2 separate regions of the Gossypium hirsutum genome follow, and region 2 is linked to region 1. Evidence: chromatin contacts called from public Hi-C data. All regions are on one chromosome and are shown on one strand. The core of a region is the stretch at or near the end of the contact, and the rest is flanking DNA. Distances in the headings are between cores, read along the strand shown.

What was found. Hi-C and Micro-C count contacts between places; a contact is called where the count stands out from the background.
Region 2: a contact with region 1 is called in a Hi-C map of leaf, with 5 times the contacts expected there. The contact joins the enhancer-like site here to the promoter of LOC107902211 in region 1. A contact is called at or near these places in 12 of 34 Hi-C or Micro-C datasets (callus, hypocotyl, leaf and 1 more).

Annotation. Positions count from the first base shown.
Region 1 is chrD05:62,040,965-62,044,285 of Gossypium_hirsutum_v2.1, forward strand. LOC107902211 (multiple organellar RNA editing factor 9, chloroplastic) reads left to right here and starts at 1,534. Exons shown (of 5, transcript XM_016828428.2): 1 at 1,534-1,559; 2 at 1,674-1,946; 3 at 3,135-3,226. The coding sequence starts at 1,534.
Region 2 is chrD05:62,360,801-62,363,848 of Gossypium_hirsutum_v2.1, forward strand. No RefSeq gene overlaps it. Among protein-coding and RNA genes, the nearest start is that of LOC107903499, 15 kb to the left of the region's middle. Within about 2 kb of position 1,496, at least 7 of the 9 cell types and tissues checked have an H3K27ac peak or open chromatin away from gene starts, as enhancers often do. A contact at or near this core is called in leaf, where this site is marked.

The DNA of each region.
Region 1 (3,321 bases), core at 284-2,783:
AACTCATTTGATTTTCATGTTTGTAAAAGTAAATACAGTCTTCAGATAAAAAAAATAGTTTTCGAAAATATTTTCTATTTTTATTTAAAAATAATTTTTATTTTCTATTTTTTTAAAAATTGAAAAAAAATATTTTTATGCATTTATATGAGTTTGAATTAGGACCAATTTATTTAAAGTTAAAATTCATTATTTTTTACTTTTACAAAGAATTTTTTTATTTTCACATATTTATATTTTCATTTTCCAAAAATCATATTGTAAATTTTCAACCAAACCCTTTTTGGTAGTGAAAGACAAATAATATAGAACATAGGTTTACAAATCCACAATTATAGGCTCCTTTAGCAATGCTATGGAGTTGTAATCAGCACCCTTAGGCCCATTTGTGTATGGGCCCAATTTCACAAAATTGAAATAACATATTTTTTTGGTTAAATTGCCTGACAGATCCCTATACTATAGGGATTAGATCAAATTAGTCCCTCTCAATTTAATCTTTATATTATCAAAAAGATTCAAATAAGTTTGAATTGTAACAAAGGTAACATTTACTGTATAAATAATGTCTTGAAATTTCAATCTCGTTAAATAGTAATTGATATGTTTTTAATAGTAAATGTTAACTCTATTTCAATTTGGACTTAGTTGATTTTTTTAAATAGTACAAAAAATAAATTGGTCTGTTTTATAGTAAATGGACTAATTTGGTTTGGTCCCTAAAATAGAGAGATCTCTCAAGTATATTCACCTTCTTTTTTCTTTTTTTTTTTTTTGCTTTTTATACAATATTAAGGTGGGAGACAGGGTTAACACGATTCAAACTTGTACTAAACGGGTATTTGACAAAAAAACTTTAGCCACTATTCTATACAAGTCAAGACACCTGATTTTTTTTGTTTGTTTGAAGAAGAAGTACAATATGATATAAAAACAAATAAATTATATTTAAAATAGTGAGAATAACTTAAAATTTTTATGTAAAAATAATATTTTTTTAAAATATCGTATAAGGGTTATTAATTATTTTTATCTACTTAAAAAATAATATATATTTTTTTTAGAAATATGTTTAAAAAAGACTTTGAAACTATATCAAATAATGTTAAAAAATAATAAAACAAATCTTGTTTTTTCAATATAAATTTAAAAATTTAAAACCTAAATAGGTATAAATTTAAAAATTAATGCCTAAATAAAAAATAATCTATATATAAATTTAAGTAAAATTTTAAGTTAATATTTTAGCCTGGGCTAGAGTTAATTAACATCTATACTAATGATATCAATCATAGATCCAATTTTACTTAATAATGTCTCTACTTAAAAAGAGAACATAAGGTCGAACATTACAAATAACATTATTGGAAAACACAAAGCACACAATCATATCTTAAAAACGATATTATTGAGAGGATAATTACGAATTCGTAATAATTTTTTTGTAAAAAAAAAATCAGATACATCAATTTGGGGCTTTCAGCCCAATGTCCCAAATTTATTAAGAAAACCCAAAATATAAAAAATTTCAGCATGCCATTGCCAACACCAACTTCAACGTAACCGAAAATAACCATAATAATTTCACTTCAATTCATCTATCTCTTAGACCCTTACACACATTTCCAATGGCAACTCTGTTAAACCCTCCCCCTTTCCTTTTACCCACAAAGCCCTTTCTTCCAACTCACTCCCCCTTCTACTCTGGGACTCAACTCACTGACTGCACCAACTCCTCCACCTCCTCGTACTATCAAAGCTGCAGTACTTGACAGTGACTATTCACCCAGGAGAAGCAGCAGCAATGAACCCAGGGAAACGATAATGTTACCCGGCTGTGATTATAATCATTGGCTTATTGTTATGGAGTTCCCTAAAGACCCTGCTCCTACTAGAGAACAAATGATTGACACTTACCTCAACACTCTTGCCACTGTTCTTGGCAGGTGAGATGACTTGAAGCTTTCCGGGTTTTCTTTTCTTTAGTTGAAAACTATGAAAGAATATGGAGTTTTTTTGTATGTTTCTTTTTTCTCTTTGGGATTTTTCTTGGTTTTTTATGAAATGGGTTGTTTTTTTTTGTTGCCTTGCTGGGTAATGTCAAGTTTTGATGAGATTTTTTTGTTGGTTTTGCTTGGTTTTTTTTTCTATATATAGATTATTATTTATTCCTCACATTCTAATACATTTAAAATTTTTGAAAAAATTTAATTATAATCATATTGTATACATATTCATATATGATACTTACATAATTGAGTTGCTCTTGGAATAATGAAAAATTTGAACTTGAACTCAAATAGAAACTTATTGCTAGCTGCTCGACTCAACCTTGATCGAATATGTTAAGCTTTGCTTGAAATAATATCCAACTACTCGAATTTAGATTAATGAAGCTCATTTATACAATTTATATACTCAAAAACTCGAGTCAAGCTTTCTTTTGTGATAAAGTAGTAATTTGATGTCAATGTATTAAAAACACATTTATAATAATAAAAAACTCAATTAGGCTCTTGAACTATCTAAATTGAGTATTAAGATACTCAAATCTAGCTCAATCATAAGTTAATGGGAAGAAGTCCACTTTGATTTCAATCTGTTCACATTAGTGAAGCTTGCAACTCATATGTCACTTATAGCTTTATAGTAAGCTTTCTTTTAGGTCATTTGCAGTCTTTTCCAAGGACATCCATCTTAAATGAGCCTTTCTTAGTTATCAACATGAGACCCGTGGTCGGAAATTCGGTCGAAATCAAGTTATCTGTGTCTACTATCCGGAGAATGAGTTTTCAGCTAGGGAGTTCAATGGCTAATCTTTTATATATAAATGAATAGAAGAAGAAGGAAAGGTTTTCTTAGCATTGTGTTTTTACTTCTCGATGTTTAGGTCTCTAGTATTTAGATGGTTTAGAAGGAACTTTCGTGATGTTCTTCTCGCGAGGTTCCGTATCTAATATTAAGTTGATGCTCATTGCGACGTAATGTGTTAAAACTTAGTTGAGATGAATATGGAGGTCATTATGCATGTTTTTAGTCATTGTTACTAATATGATGATCATTGTTCCGATGAGTATTGTGTATCTAGTTATTGTAATGAAGAAATGACGGACTTTATTTTCTTGTTATTACAGCATGAAAGAAGCGAAGAAGTACGCGTTTAGCACCACTACATATACTGGATTCCAATGCACGGCATCGGAAGAAACCTCGGAAAAGTTCAAAGGTCAGAAGATTTGTCATCGACCCTGTTTGTTTAAACTATGTTGTTACTTATCCATGTTGAAGAATAGAATAACCATGAAATAAACTTCTATATTT
Region 2 (3,048 bases), core at 246-2,745, 320 kb after region 1:
ACATCCAAAGTTGATTTTTTGGTTTAATCATTAAATTATACTTTTAGACAATTTATTTATTTTATTAATAAGTTATTAAGGCCAGGTGAAAGAAGTAAATGTCTTTAAAGCACATTTCGCTCAGCTAGTGATATCTTTCCTTATAAGCGAGTTTTCATTTTTATCTTGGATGAATTTGCTATCTTTGAGGAGCTCTTGTAGGTCTTGGGATGCCAGTTTGAGTTGCCATACTGCTCTTGTTTTATTAAGGATGATGTTGATGAATTTACGATCTTTTAACAGGAACTTACAGAAGGTAATATTGTGAGATTTTAGAAGAATAATAACGAATGTCATAGAGTGAGGATCATTGCTTTAAGCTTGGAAGGTGCGATGTGGCTTTTGACTGCAGACAATTTGATCGCCATTGTCATTGTTCTATGATGGTTCACTCCGATTGCTGCAGACGTCAAGATGAAGCGTCCATGAAGTGTGTGTACCACCTTCTTCAATAGATGGAAGAACTTGCCTAAGACTGTTGATATTCAAAGGAGTGATATTGAAAGAGTCCATAATTGAGAGTTGCCTTCTAATGGACTATGAGTGATACTCTTAAAGGTGAGTTCATTCCTTGCTTTCCATATTGACCACGACGTGCAGATGCAGGCCGTATAAAAGTATCTCGAGGCTAAAGAATTGATTTCATTATTTTGCAGCTATGAAGCATGAACACGGACAGGTAATATTGGTACAACACGATATGAATATGGCGACACAATAATTTTAAAAATTGAGGACACAAATACAACAATAAAAAAAATATTAAAAATATTTATACATATATTTTATGTTAAAAAACCTATTTACTTTTTAACATTTATTTTATTTTTTGGAAAAAATCTAGAACTTTAAATCCAACCTAATATATTAAATCAATTTACAAATAGCCCAAGACAGATCTTGGGCTACCCACAATAAACCCAAAAGGCAACCCAACCCAATATTTTAAATTGATTACAAATAGCCGAGACAGCCTTTCATCTTTTTCAAGAAAACCCTAAAACTTTCAACCTTACTTTCAATCTTTCATTCCTTTCATGAAAAAAAAAAACAGGGAAAAAAATCTACATTCTGCTTCTTTCACTCTCAATTGAGGTTTTTTAATCCGATGCCTCTATCCATCGTCACTGTGTCGGGATCATGTTTGTTTTTAAACACCCGTGTCGTGACTGTGTTTGATTTTTTTTTTGACGTATTCAGACATGTCCTAGTATGTCGGGACCGTGTTCAAGGAGGGATGAGCCGTGTCCGTGCTTCCTAATTTTGAAACCATTTGAAAATCCAAGAATAGAATGAGGAAAGATTAAAAGTATCAACACGCAAAAGAGAGAGGGAGATCCAAACCATACTCAATTGAACAAACAGATGTTTTAAGGATTCTGCATATGCCTGGCATAGAGGACTGTTGCTATTTGCACCAACATTACAAAGGTAGTTGTTGCATATTTTTCGTAAAAAAAAGGATGATTTTGTGGGTTTTATTAAGTTTTAAGTTCAATCCAATAACAACTTTATTGGCCCAAACCCATGAAACCCAACTAAGATCCCACCCTCCATTCAAATCCTTGGAATTCTTCTTTAAGCCAGTTTTGTTAAGTGAAAAAAGCATAGCTTATCTTCATAATCCAACCTTCAACAACAATCTGGATATTTAACTTTTCTTTCCCTAACTTTTATTTCGAATTGGGCTAAAAATTAAGTAATTCAAGGGAAAATAAAGGATATTTAACTCTCTTTATTTTTCCTTACCTAAATTAAAAAAGTCCAAATAACGGAAAATGTGATAATTTCCTTTCCGTTTCCTTGTTTTTATGCAATTCAAGCAAATGGTTCATACTATAGGTAGATAGATAAAGTTGGTAAAACAGTCCCAAGCCTATAATAGATTTGAGCTCAAAGAAGCTCGTGTTCAAGGAAATTTGAGCTCGAGAAACCCGATTTTACAAGAGTTTGAGTTCAAGATCGATTTGACTCAAGTCCAAAATAAATCTGACCCAAAATCCAAATTTATAGCTAAACAACAATAATAGACATTAATAATTACTATAATTTTGTGATATTACTAAAATAAAAATAAAAATAAAAATAAATCATTATTATTTATTTTATAAAAATATGTTCATAAGCTTTACATATTTATATTAAAATGTTATTAATAACAAATGCAATTATAATAATTTTTATGTTAAATTATAAAGTGAAATATTTAAAAAAAAACATTAACTGAATATAAAATACTTTTTAATACTATAAATATATATGTATAATAAATATATAAATTTAATAATTATTAAAATCTATAAAATTTAAATTTAATGATTATATAATATATATAATGGCATAATATATTAATTTAATTATATGATAATTAGTGTTCTGCTGATCACAAATGATTAAACATGATTTATTATACTATACTAATAATATTACTAATAAATTTAATTCTAATGATTTTGGAATTTAGGTTTTACTTTAAGTATTTTTATGATTTGGGAATTTATATTTTAGTTTTAGTTTTTTAATTATTAATGTTTAATTTTTTAATATTAAATTTTTATTAATATTATTATCTGTATAATAATTTTTAATTTAAAGTGGATTTATTTTATTTAGGTTGGATTTTGAATAAAGTTTAAATTTGTTTAGGTTTAGGTTTGAGTTTGGTTGATATTGGATTTAAGTTTGGATTTAAATATATATTATATTTAATAGTTGTAAAGTTGGCTAATTTGGTTTAAAAGATTTTGAATTTCAATAACAAAATTGAACCAGCTGTTAGAAAAATTTCAGTTTGAAAATGATTTTCTTGTACAGTGGAAAATTAAAATTTTAAAAATTGACTCGGTTTGTGATATTTATAGTAATAAATCTTAGACCGAAATTGTACCTATGTTTTTTGGTAAGTAAATCCTTAATTTTTTCGGCTTTCAACTAAATGATCTTCTCTGCTATTCTCATACCACGAACTGCTTCGAGTGCCGGTTTGAACCAATTGAATCAAAACACAGA